Linked DNA regions of Mus musculus: regions 1 and 2 are each linked to region 3. The links are chromatin contacts, called in public Hi-C maps. All regions are on one chromosome and are shown on one strand. The core of a region is the stretch at or near the end of the contact, and the rest is flanking DNA. Distances in the headings are between cores, read along the strand shown.

What was found. A called contact is a pair of places that touch in the nucleus more often than the background predicts.
Region 1: a Hi-C map of CD4 T cells shows a contact between it and region 3, with 4 times the contacts expected there. The contact joins the promoter of Gorab here to the promoter of Pogk in region 3. A contact is called at or near these places in 1 of 39 promoter capture datasets (liver) and 1 of 484 Hi-C or Micro-C datasets (CD4 T cells).
Region 2: a contact with region 3 is called in a Hi-C map of B cells, with 6 read pairs. The contact joins the promoter of Nuf2 here to the promoter of Pogk in region 3. A contact is called at or near these places in 1 of 39 promoter capture datasets (pre-B cells) and 1 of 484 Hi-C or Micro-C datasets (B cells).

Annotation. Positions count from the first base shown.
Region 1 is chr1:163,402,203-163,406,316 of GRCm38.p6, reverse strand. It overlaps Gorab (golgin, RAB6-interacting), which reads left to right and starts at 2,648. Exons shown (of 5, transcript NM_178883.6): 1 at 2,648-2,794. The coding sequence starts at 2,734. Gm24940 (a small nuclear RNA gene) reads right to left here and starts at 4,034; the gene lies at 3,915-4,034.
Region 2 is chr1:169,529,646-169,533,461 of GRCm38.p6, reverse strand. Nuf2 (NUF2, NDC80 kinetochore complex component) reads left to right here and starts at 1,998. Exons shown (of 15, transcript NM_001355159.1): 1 at 1,998-2,140. It overlaps Gm34624 (a long non-coding RNA gene), which reads right to left and starts at 1,885. Exons shown (of 3, transcript XR_373698.2): 1 at 1,365-1,885.
Region 3 is chr1:166,407,669-166,411,860 of GRCm38.p6, reverse strand. Pogk (pogo transposable element with KRAB domain) reads left to right here and starts at 2,033. Exons shown (of 6, transcript NM_175170.4): 1 at 2,033-2,154; 2 at 2,530-2,863; 3 at 3,329-3,462. The coding sequence starts at 2,845.

The DNA.
Region 1 (4,114 bases), core at 1,399-3,898, 3.0 Mb after region 3:
ATGATATTTAGGTAGTGTGGTCATAAAAAGCCTGTGTGGATTTGGGGACCATAACTTAAGCAGGAAGGGTCAATGGACAAGGGGAAGAGAACAGCTTAAGGAACCGTGACTGGGAAAGCTCTGGCTAGGTCAGCAGAGTGGAGGGAGAAGGTGTATGAATTCCAAAGACCCGAGGAAATCCAGTCTGACTGGAGTTTAAGGAGAGAGAAAAAAGACAGTTTAATATAGAAGGAGGCAGAGGCCAAGACGTAGTGTCATGAAGGAACTGGGAAGTCGGAAGTTATTTCACATGTTGTAAAAGTGACCATTGTGTGTGGGGTGCAGATACAACAGCATTTGGATGGAAGACAGAGTGCCACTCTGTGCACTAACTTCTCCCCATTCACCCTTATGTGGGGTACCAGGGATTGAACTCATGATGCCAGACTTCCACAGCAAGTACCTCAACCTCCTGAGGCAGCCAGGCAGCTCCATTTTATAAATATGCTAGAAACACAATTAGATTTTTAAAAATATCATCTATCTATCTATCTATCTATCTATCTATCTATCTATCTATCTATCTATCTAAATTGTACTGGGTCTCACATTGCAGCCAGGCTGATCTGTAATTCACTGTGTAACTCAGACTGGCTTCAAACTCATGCTGTAGCCTCTTGAGTGCTGGAACTATAGGGATGAGACACCACATCTGAGTCCAGATGAAACACCAACCATCTAATGGAGAATCAACTGGAGAATATATTACAATCCAAATTGTCATAGATGATACCTTCTCATAAACACATGAACATGCTGAATTATATATAAAACTTTTATTTAAACACAAAAATGTTCATCATGGAACTTAAAAGAATATAAAAAGAGAATACTACAAAAGCTAACTACTCAAGTTTGAGTTTCTTACATATAATTGAAAACAAACTAGTAAAGAGCCTGAAAAGAAGAGAATATATAAAGATTAGAAAAACACAGCCTACTGCTCTGGAGAATAAGGAAGCCTTTTGTGTGTGAGAAAACAGTAAATACCCTTTGTGTATATGGTGGTAGGATCCAAATTTACTACACAAATGGGGAAAATTTCCCCTTAAATATAGTTAGTATAATGTGAGTGAGACTTCCAGCAAAACTCTCAACTGAGATACTCTCTCAACTCAGAACCAAGAACTCCCACAGAGCAAAGACTTCTGGAGCTTAGTTCCCACCAGTATCTCCTACAGCATTTGACAAAAGTGAACTCCTTGAGGAAGGGCCAACAGAACAACAAATAGGAGATTTGGAATGTTGCAAGGGGGAAAGTATAATTTTATACAGATGTATTTTATTGGCTTTTATTATCTCTTGCTGGTGCCTTGATTTGCATTCACAAGCAAGGCAAAACCTTTTAAAATACCATAATTACTGACTCTATTAAGATTAGTGATAAATCTTGTCTTATAGAAAATGTATAAATAAAATGTAACAGAAAGCACACAAGTAGGTTTAAAATTGTTGTTGAGTCACTAGTAAATGGTTATTGTGTGCAGAGGGCAAGCTGAATCCACTACCAGATTGTGACTAATACATTCTATTCTGGAGTTAATGTATATCTGTTTACACATTTAGTCTATGTTCAAAACTTGAACGAAACTAATCCTTTTGGATGGTATTTTGCCTTTCAAATATATTGAAAATAAACTCATCTTTAAGATAAGCATGTGTGGCATCCTTGAATTTTGGAAAACCTGTTACATTTCAAAGTTCAAAGATTACAAGAAAGATGTCAAACTTTTTTCTGATACTTATATAACTGAACTGCTCATTTCAATTGCTGGTGTCATATTTTATTTTCCAGTATACTCCTTTACTTCAACTTGATTAAAAATATTGACTCTCGAGTCGAAAATTAATATTCTTTAAAAAAATTTTCAATGTAGCCAATGTAATGTTTTCAGTTGTTTTTAGTAAAAATAATGAAAAAAAGAAATGGTTTAAAAAACGCTGACCTACACATACATGGACAAGCTTTGCATCTTCTAATTTTCTAAACTCTGCTTAAAACGGAGAAATGGAAGCTCAAGAAGATAGCTTTAGACAAAAGAAAAAAAAATCACCATTTAGGACTTGAGTGTGGTGTGTTGAGGGACTTCTATAGGCAGGAGGAGACCAGCAAAATATCTTGGCATAAGGATTAGGTTCTTAGACTCATTCATCATAGAAACAAGAAATCGAAATCTGCTAGATGTTATTGTCTAGAAGTGAACTGGCCAATGCTTAAATCTCAACCCTACACCCTGTTTCTCCATGACTTAGAACCTACAAGCCAAGGATGCTCCGGTACCGCCCACCTCCCAGGCAATACAGGCTCCGCCCAGCTAGTCAGGCAGTTCCGACCTGTAGGCCTCCTCTGTCACTGCCGCTCTACCTGTTTTCCTCAACCCTTCCTCATATTCCCATAACCCCCACTTCCCCCCAAAGATATAAAGCAAGAAGAACTGGAACGTGTAGCAGAGGCCTGTGAGTGGAAGCGAAGGCCGTGCTTTTGTAGTCCACCGAGTCAGGCTTTCAGGCATCGCTCGGGGCAGCCCCACAGGTACCGGGTCCCTGAATGCAGAGGGAGGCCTAGCGCCACAGTTCGGCACGCTGATTGGCTGTTCGCCGCGCCACTGAAGGAACCCGGATGTGCCTGTGGAGCTGTGTTGGCAGTCTGCGCGCGGAGATTTGGGCACTCTTTGGGTGCCCAGGGCTAGGCGGATGGCTCAGGATTGGGCGGGCTTCTCTGAGGAAGAGCTGAGGAGACTAAAGCAGAATAAAGGTAAGGTGTACTTGCGCGCGGGTGTGGAGTCTCGAGTCTGAAGGACAGGAGGCCGTCTTAGTGGGCGAGGGGGCGTGGGGGCTGGAACTCCAAGTTGGGGGACAGGGGTGGTGGGATTCCCTAGGTGTCTTTGCTGCAGAGGCCAGAGGGACGGCCCAGGGGTTTCTCTTTTAGCATCTGTTTTCTGATGATTTGATGTTTTCCTGTAAAAAGGAATGAGGTTAGGAAGAGAAAGCGAAGCCACCACCTGAATGGCCCCTAAGGGAGGCTTTTAACCCAAACCAATGGTTGTAAACTTGGGTTCAGGGTGAATGAAGACTAATACTGCATATACAGCATCATAATTGTGAACTTATAAAACCAGATATTTGGGAAAGGTGTCATGAGAGTGAATCAACGCAGAAGAAGTGGTATTTATGATCCATCCGCATTGCCTTTACTTCTGGCTACCAGATGAGTTTGCATTTCTTTCCAGTTCTTGGGAGTCAGCAAACTAAAAGGACTTTTCGAGAGGTTAGATTTGAAGTGCGTGTGTGTATTTGTGTGTACATGCACAGTGCACTTACATGTCTGTCTCTTCTGCCTTCAGGGACAGTGGAAATCTGCTGCCCCGGATGGGGCGGGGGGCTTTCTGGAATAATTATAGATCACTGTATGGGCTTGCGATAACGCTGCTTCTGATTTATTAAGTTTTCCAGTACTTGGTAGGAAAGGATGTAAAATGCTCTTGACCTGTGATTGCAATTTCACAAAAATGTCTGTGGTAGGCTTGGAAATGCCCATCACTTCTGTGAGAACTTTGTGCCACTCTTGGCAACATTTTAAAAAGTACCTTAAGGATAAAATTAAATTCTTCCATGTCTATAGTTTGTGAGATATCTGGATATGTCTTGGGTACTTGGAATATTTAGCCTAGATATGTGAATTATCTAGGACTGACAGGTGCAGAAGGAAGTAAATTACTAACATGGGGTCAATGTGGGGAAGACTGGACTGGCTGATCTTTCTTAGTACTGTCATGGAATTATCATGTCAGATGTGTTCCAACTGATTCTGTCCAGCTGGCTGTTTTCAGGTTCTTTCCTTCTGTAACTCATTCTCCATTCATATACCTATATGTACAAATGCAGGCACCTAGATCTGATCTGACTCAGTTCTCAGTATTTGAATCAGGTGTGTTGTCTGGTCCAGGGGCCTCTTCCGTCCTTGTCATGGGGAATGCTAACCTGCCATGAAGCACAACGTCTGCCTTAGAGATGTCAAAAGTAGCAGGACATCTTTGCCCTTAGAGACCTTGTAGATTCATGAGACAGACAGTAC
Region 2 (3,816 bases), core at 749-3,248, 3.1 Mb before region 3:
TGTAGACAAACATCTACATAAGACTGTTCAATTGATTGTTGTTTTATATCAGACAACTTTGATAATGCTCATTATTTTGTTAAAATTTAAAACATTTTTAAATTTTATAAATTTTAAAGAATATGATAACAAATGAAAGGTATTGAAGGTTTTGAATGGGGGGAGGCTCTCCTGGAGGAGTTGGGGAACAAAAGGGAAAGAAGAATGTGATGTAAGTCTATTTACTCAAAATATGTTTTTAGATGGTAACAAATTCAAATAAATTGAAGTTATATATCTTTTCTATCAAAAAATAGAATATATTAAGTTTTATTCTTTTTTTGTTTCCAGAGTCTCCTTATATATAACTCTGGCTGGTTTGGAACTCACCATGAAGATCAGGCTAATACTATCTAGACCAGGCTTGGCCTCAAACTCGTAGAGATCTGCCTGCCTCTCCCTGTGGAGTACTGACATTAGAGGCAAGCACAACCATGGTTTGAAGAGTACATTACTTTTAAAATTTTTCTGAGAAATCCTTGTCAGCTCCCTTGAAATACTGTTAACACCACGGGCTCTCATAAAGTCAACACTGGAAATTTACTAGAACATAAAATTTGAATTAATAAAAACACTGAGCAAGTATTTTCATGATATTAAATATGTTTGACTGATGATTCAGAATGGTGTTTATATAAACTACATTAAAATAATATAACTTCATGTACACGTTGAGGAAAGTATTTTAAGGGGTTAAAGCACAATGCCAGGTCTGTGGTTCCTTGTATTTATTTAGAGTTCACCACAAACAGCGAATGTTAGGTATTTTACAGTTTCAGACTAGTACTGCATAAAGTATTTCAAATGTATAGCTCAATTTCCAAAATCTTTCCTAAAGATGAACGTGACTGAAGAGGCAAACAGATTAACAAGAATGATTAGAGAGAAATAAAATGCAGACAACTACTTGAATTCAATGCTATTTTTCTTCTTAAGCCAGGACTGTAAACATGTACTTTAAAGCCCATAAATTTAGAAAAAAAAAATTTTTAATCCAGAACATTGTGTCCGATGTTTATCTCTGTAGTTTTGATTACTGGAAAGAAATGGAATGAAATTCTCAGTAATGTTAAAATCAATGCAGCAGCGCCGCCCAGTGAATAAACCGGATATAAAGCTACGTTGCCAGAATTCTCCATGTTAAATTGTACTGTATTTTCAGTGTAGCCATGTTCCATCTACTTATATGAAACTATGTTCTATAATATTGGCTCAAGAATATAACAATTAAAATCTTACCTATTTATTAAAAAAATCAAGTAGTAAAGGTACTCAAAGGATATTAAAACACCCGTGAATAGAGAGTTCTGTATATTCTTTGTTACCTGTAATGTCAGTAAGCCACAGAAATGGCTCACCGATGAGATGAACTAGTGGTTTTGCTCATGTTTGGCAAGTGTAGAATCATATTCCAGTACGTTTATGCTTCTAGATTTATTATCCTATATTGAGTCCTCAAAGTGAGTAAATTAAAGATTTAAATTGGACGTCCTTAACAATGTCTATCCATCCATTCGCTGCCCCGCCCTCAAGCTTTCATGGACCTAAGGAGAAATGATGTGTACAAATATCCAGTGAGGTCAAAATTTGACCCCATCAATGCTTATCAAACAGTAAGACTGTTACTACTACTCCTGGATTCTCTATAATGCCTTTGATTAATTTGGGAACAACACATCCTCTATTGCCTGTTACTCTCTGAGCCTAAGAGAAGGGGCTAGAAACCGTCTGTCTGCCTGCTCGCTATCAGGTACGCTGAAGGCAAAGTTCCAGTCTGGGACAACCCGGTAAACACATCCCGGAACTCCTCCCCCTAACTGCTGCGCTTCCTGGTCTGGCGGAATCGCGGTTCCGGCTAGAAACTATAACCCTGAAGAATGATTCCGCTGATCTGGAGCCTGGCTCGCTGCGCAACTCGTCAAGTCCCACCCACCGTGGGTCTTCTGAGCCTTCTCGGCATCCGTCGCGAAGGAAGCGCGCTGTGCGGAAAGGGGCCGGCCTCACAAAAAAAGGCGGCCGGTTTGAAAAATGACAACGGTCAGCGGCTTTCGGTTGGACGCTCGGTTTTTAACTGTTTTTCCGTGAGCTGCTAGGCCTCCAGGTGAGTTTGAGCGGGTGAGCGTTGGAGGGCCGGGTGCAAGGCCAAGGATCGGGGCATCTGGGTTTACTAACTTGTGTGTTGATTTGACAGGCTCATCTATCCCAGGTTGGTCTCGAACCCCTATATTCCTGAGACTAGCCTTTTTTTATTTATTTATTTAACTTTATTTGTAATTCAATTTTTTTACACTTCATATTCCATTCCCCGCCCCTCCCCATCCACCCTCCGACTGATCCACATCCCAAACTCCTCCCCTCCCCACCCTGTCTCCACATGGATGCCCCCACCCCACCTGATCTCTAAACTCCCTGGGGCCTCCACTCTCTTGAGGGTTAGGTGTATCATCTCTGAATGAACACAGACCCGGCAGTCCTCTATGTGTGTTGGGGGCCTCATATCTGCTGGTGTATGCTGTCTGTTTGGTGGTCCAGTGTTTGAGAGATCTCAGGGATCCAGATTAATTGAGATTGCTAGTCCCCTTACAGGATCGTCCTCCTCAGCTTCTTTCAGCCATCCCTAATTCAACAACAGGGATCAGCTGCTTCTGTCCATTGGTTGGGTGCAAATATCTGCATCTGACTCTTTCAGCTGCTTGTTGGGTCTTTCGGAGGGCAGTCATGTTAGATCCCTTTTTGTGAGCGCTTCATAGCCTCAGTAGTAGTGTCAGGCCTTGGGACTGCCCCTTGAGCTGGATCCCACTTTGGGCCTGTCACTGGACCTTCTTTTTCACAGGCTCCTCTCCATTTCCATCCCTGGAATTCTTTCAGAGAGAAACAATTATGGGTCAGAGGTGTGACAGTGGGATGGCAACCCCATCCCTCACTTGATGTCCTGTCTTTCTGCTGGAGGTGGGCTCTATAAGTTCCCTCTCCCTACTGCCGGGCATTTCATCAAAGGTCCCTTCCTATGAGTCCTGGGAGTCTCTCACCTCCCATCTCTCAAGTGCTGACTTTACGGGCATGAGCCACAAGAATGGCGTCAGTGTGACTTGTTTGAATGCTTGCCAATTTTTTATGTATCTCCATTGCGCCACCATCTCTGGATTAAACCAAGAACCATTTATCAAAAGGCGAAAATATCATAATCCAAAAGTCAGGGAGCTGAATGTACCTGGATCTACGTGGGTGTAACACAAAGCCTTCCCCGTATTTTCCAGGAATGCTTTATCTAGTTCCTCAGAATTGGGAGTTGCTTGCTTAAGTTTGCATTGCAAAGCCAGTTGTATATAATGTAAGTTATGTTGTGCTTAGCACTGAAGTGTTACATATAACGGAGAAATGGGAGCTCCTAGAGGTAATTGTCCTATTTGAACTAAAATGTCAGAGAGCTGTTTTACTGTATATAAAGTATATAGTATCTTTATAGTTAGATGGCCTCTTTCTCTGTATACGCAACACACACACACACACACACACACACAGGAGTTGGAACTGAAATTGCACTATTAAAATGAACACAATTTGCTTCTGAGAAGAGAGCATTATTACTTCTAAGTGCAGTTGTGAGCCTCTGGGTAGCTTTACGTTGGGAAATTGATCCTCAGAAATTCTCAGGCAGGTGTAACACAACATTGGACACTTAGGAGAAGACTTGGAAGGCATTAACTTGGACCAGAAAGAGCATGAGATTATTAAAGGCTTTGGCAACTTCAGTGGGAAAGGCTGGGATTTGTGTGG
Region 3 (4,192 bases), core at 784-3,283:
GTTGGCTTTTGTCAATTAAACATGAACTTAGACCTATCTGGGAGGAAAGAATGTCAATTGAGGAATTGCCTTCTTCAGATTGTTCTTGATTAATGACTGATGTGGGAGGGCCTAGCCTACTGGGTGGTATCATCCTGGCAGGTGGTCCCGAGTGACATGAGAAAGTAAGCTGAGCAAGCTACAGGGAACAAGTCAGCAAGCAGCACTTCTTTGTGGTCTCTGCTTCAGTTCCTGCCTCTGGGTTCCTGCCTTGAGCTCCTGCCCTGATTTACCTTCATGAGGAACTACAACTGTTAAACTGAAATAAACCCTTTCCTCTCCAAGTTGTTTTTGGTCATGGTGTTGTATCACAGCACTCCAGGGCAAACAATGACATACACACAAACAAACACTCATCCACATAAATCTTTCTGAAAAAAAAATTAAAGATCAAAATGGGTCACTGACTAGCCTCTTATATACATACGTGTGTGTGTGTGTGTGTGTGTGTGTGTGTGTATGACTCTCAAAGACTAAAACTTAGCATTGCTTTTTTTCTTACTTCGGAACACATGTTCACCTTTGAGAGAAGGTGTCAACAATGGCCCAGCACCCTCTGCTCTCTTCCTGACAACCTTCTCACTTTTGCAATGGAAACTGCCATTTCCCTCAGCAAAGTTAAAAATGAGAATATCAATTAATTTAAGCCACCATTCCTGATTCTTAAAAAAATAAATAAATATATACATCAAAAGAGCTATCCATTAAAACAACAAAGGAATCCTAACCTTCTCTTTCAATATATCAATAATCTCTGTGCAGTGATTAAGCCATCATTGCTCTTTGCTCTTGTCAGCCATAACAACATTTCAAGAGTGAGTCTTCTGTGTCGTACTATATGTATTAAAAAGCACAGCTCATCTATGCCTTGGCATTTGTGCTTACACACACATTAGTGAACAGAAGCAATAAGTTTAAAGTAAAATGTTTAACAACAGCTTCTCCTGGGGGCTGTAAAGGCAGCTCGGGTGTTAAGTGCACTGCTCTTGAAGAGGATCAGAGCTTAGTTTCCAGCACCCCGATCAGGCAGCTCACAGCTACCTGTAACTCCAACACAGTGGTATCCCATGACTCTAGCCTTCAGGCATAAGCACATACCCATGCACATATTACTTAAAATAATATTTTGATTTTTAAAAACGATTCTTTTCTTAACCACAGGCTCTTGAACCCTCTCCTGAGCTGCCTCTGCTGCCGTGCTCCCCACCCCCACCTCTGCTTGCCCAGCCTTATTTAAGCAAGAATCCTAAGTCAGTTTAGCACATTTGTTATCTGATCACCCTGGTCTGCTTTCAACCAGAATCCAGTTTAGTGGGTTTAGCAAGAATCCCTCAATCTTTGATAATTCCTCTTAGTAATTATCCACACTCTTGACATCCACACCCCTTCCTCTCCTTGGCTATAAATCACCAACCCCCAAGTTGAACTCAATCTTTTAGTATTTTCAATAAGTATGAAGTGTGTGTGTGTGTGTGTGTGTGTGTGTGTGTGTGTGTGTGTGTGTGTGTGGTGTTTGTTTAAACAAGGTCCAAACAGATCTCCGACTGTAGAATCTTTTTCTGAAATAAGAAGATTTTCGAGGTCTCCTGGAACATGGTTGCTATATTCTCCACAGAGCTGTGGGCAAACAACTCGAAAAAACTTCTTCACACCTACTACGCCCAGGAAACTACATGCTTGGGAGTTAAAGGGCAATACTACAAAAATCTTCAAGTTCGCTTCTTGGTATGCTTGGATCAGCGTTCTGGACAGAACAAGAACGATGAGCCCGGTCACCCCTCCGCGCACAGAGCATTTCTGGATGCCTGAGCGGAAAGGCTGCGGTGTTCCTCCGAGCAAATGCCCACCTCGGCGGCCGCAAGTGAGCCAGCCACCGGGCTAACGCGGCTCGAAGCACCGAGGTCGCCGGAAGCGCCGCCGAGACCTGCTGACGTCACCGCCCCTAGCCCGCCCCTAACACCCTGGGCTCCGCCCACCCCTCCCCTCCCACCACGTGTCCTCGCTCCCTCCCGAGGGGCCGCGCTGGGGCGGCGGGAGCGGTGGAGACGATGGCGCGGTGAATGCCGGGCCACAGCCTTCGTCGCCCTTTGCGGCGACGCCGCCCGCTCGGCCGGGGTGAGTGCGCGCGGGCTGCGGGATCCGGGCGGCTCGTCCTCGAGGCCGGCGGAGGAGGCTGGGCCACGGTGGGGCGGGGGCCGCCGGTGGCAGTGTCGCCTCCGCCGCCGCCTTTGTTGCGGGCCGGCCGGGGAGGTAGGCGGCGTGGGCTGTCGCCGCCCCGCAGGTGGACCGAGGACCTTAGTGGTGGGCGGGGGTGGCGGGAGAGGGTTGGACAAGATGGCTGGAGCGGGCAAGGGCGGCGGCGAGCACCTTCGTGCCGGCCCCTCCCACCACCCGCCCCGCAGCTGGGCACAGGCCGCGGCCAAGTTCAGGTCCCGGGACTCCTGTGACCTCACGAGTGTTCCTACCTCCCCATGCCTCCACCCACCCCAGAAACATTGAAGAAGCTGACTCTGAACTCCGGGAAGATCCTTGCTTGGGAAGTCCCGGGAAATGGAGCTCACAGATGCACACTCTCTGCATACCCAGCAGCTGCCCGCAGTCTCTTCTGGGGAACCTCTTTGTACCAGCCTGAGGAGGCTTCGAATAGAGAGGATTTGCGACCCAGAGGCGAGGAGAAGTCCAGCCAGGTTTGGGTTGGCCTCTGCCACCCAGGCACGCCCCTCTCTGCATCATGGACTTGGCTTTGGGAGGTCCTTTGAGGCAGAAAAACTGTTAAGTTTCTGAAGTAGCTTGTGGACAGCGCCTATGAATCTGGAAAACCCAGGTGATAACTATTTTGGGCTAACTATTTAAATTTCCTATCTAGGCTGAGATACTTTGATGTGGTAGCAAATCAGCACCGCCCTCCTCTGGTCCTGATTCCGTGCTCAAACAGTCCTGGCAGTGGGAACTTCTGCCCATCACTGAGCTGTTTGAAACCTCTTCCCGGGATATTTACCCACTGTTCTAAGTTCTGCCCTTCTGCACAGAGGCTCTGTGAAAACTACTCTGGTCTCCGTGCCACAGGGGGCTCTTTAAATATTTGAAGTTAGCCAGATAAATTATCTGCCCTCAGCCTCTGTAATAATTAAATAAGCCAGCCACCTTTCTGAACCCCTTCCTTCCAGCTGGAAGCAGACAGTGCTTTGACCTAAACAGGTTTGTGTGTGTGTGTGTGTGTGTGCCTGAGCCGCCCTCTCACAGACTAGTTCCCACTGACACCTGATTGTCTGCTAACTCTTGAATGCAGAAATGGAGTCCCGGGCCTACCCTCTGAATTTGACCCTGAAAGAAGAGCAAAAGGAGGAAGAGGTTGAGATCCAAGAGTTGGAGGATGGCCCCATAGATATGCAGAAAGTACAAATCTGCTCAGAAGGCGCATGGGTAAGTAAAGTGTGAGCAGTCCAGCCTGAGAGCCAGGCTTGCTTTGGGGGTCTTCCTCCCGGAGCAGACATGGAAGTAAGAATAGCCCAGTCTCCTGTGTTTACATTCCTGAGAAAACAGCCTGGTGGCTTCAGAAGACAAATAATGGAGGAGGTGGTTAGAGGACAGGACTTCCGGCAGCAAGGCTGATTACAGGTCTCAGAAACTTGTCACTCTTTCAGTACCTGTTTCCCCTGTGCCTGACAATAGCACCATACGTATTACAGGCACCAAATTCATGGAAGACTTGGGTCATAGAGCTGGCATGAGAGGTGTATGTCTCCTAGGTGTGAGTGGAAGTGCCAGGCTCCACAGATTACACAGGTACAGGTGCAACCGTATTTAACACACACATTTATTTACAGTGTTACTAGAGACATGGAAATTGAATATGAACAATAAATTGGCATTGCTTAGTTTTTCGTTGTCTATAAACATTTATCAGTAGCATCAGTACAAAATATCCTTGGTGTCCCATGAGCGGGAAGCCCTTCATCATAGAACACAGAGCTGTAGGCAAAGAACCAGAAAGACCCTTCTTCCAAATTATCTGGTCCACTCCTCCTACAGAAGGGAACTTCAGGTACCCAAGAGTTGTCTGCTTTACTCTGAAAATCCTTACATATTGGCTTCCTGAGCTGCAGCCCCGCCAGTGGAGCATCTTTCTGAGTTAGGTTTCATAGTGGCATCA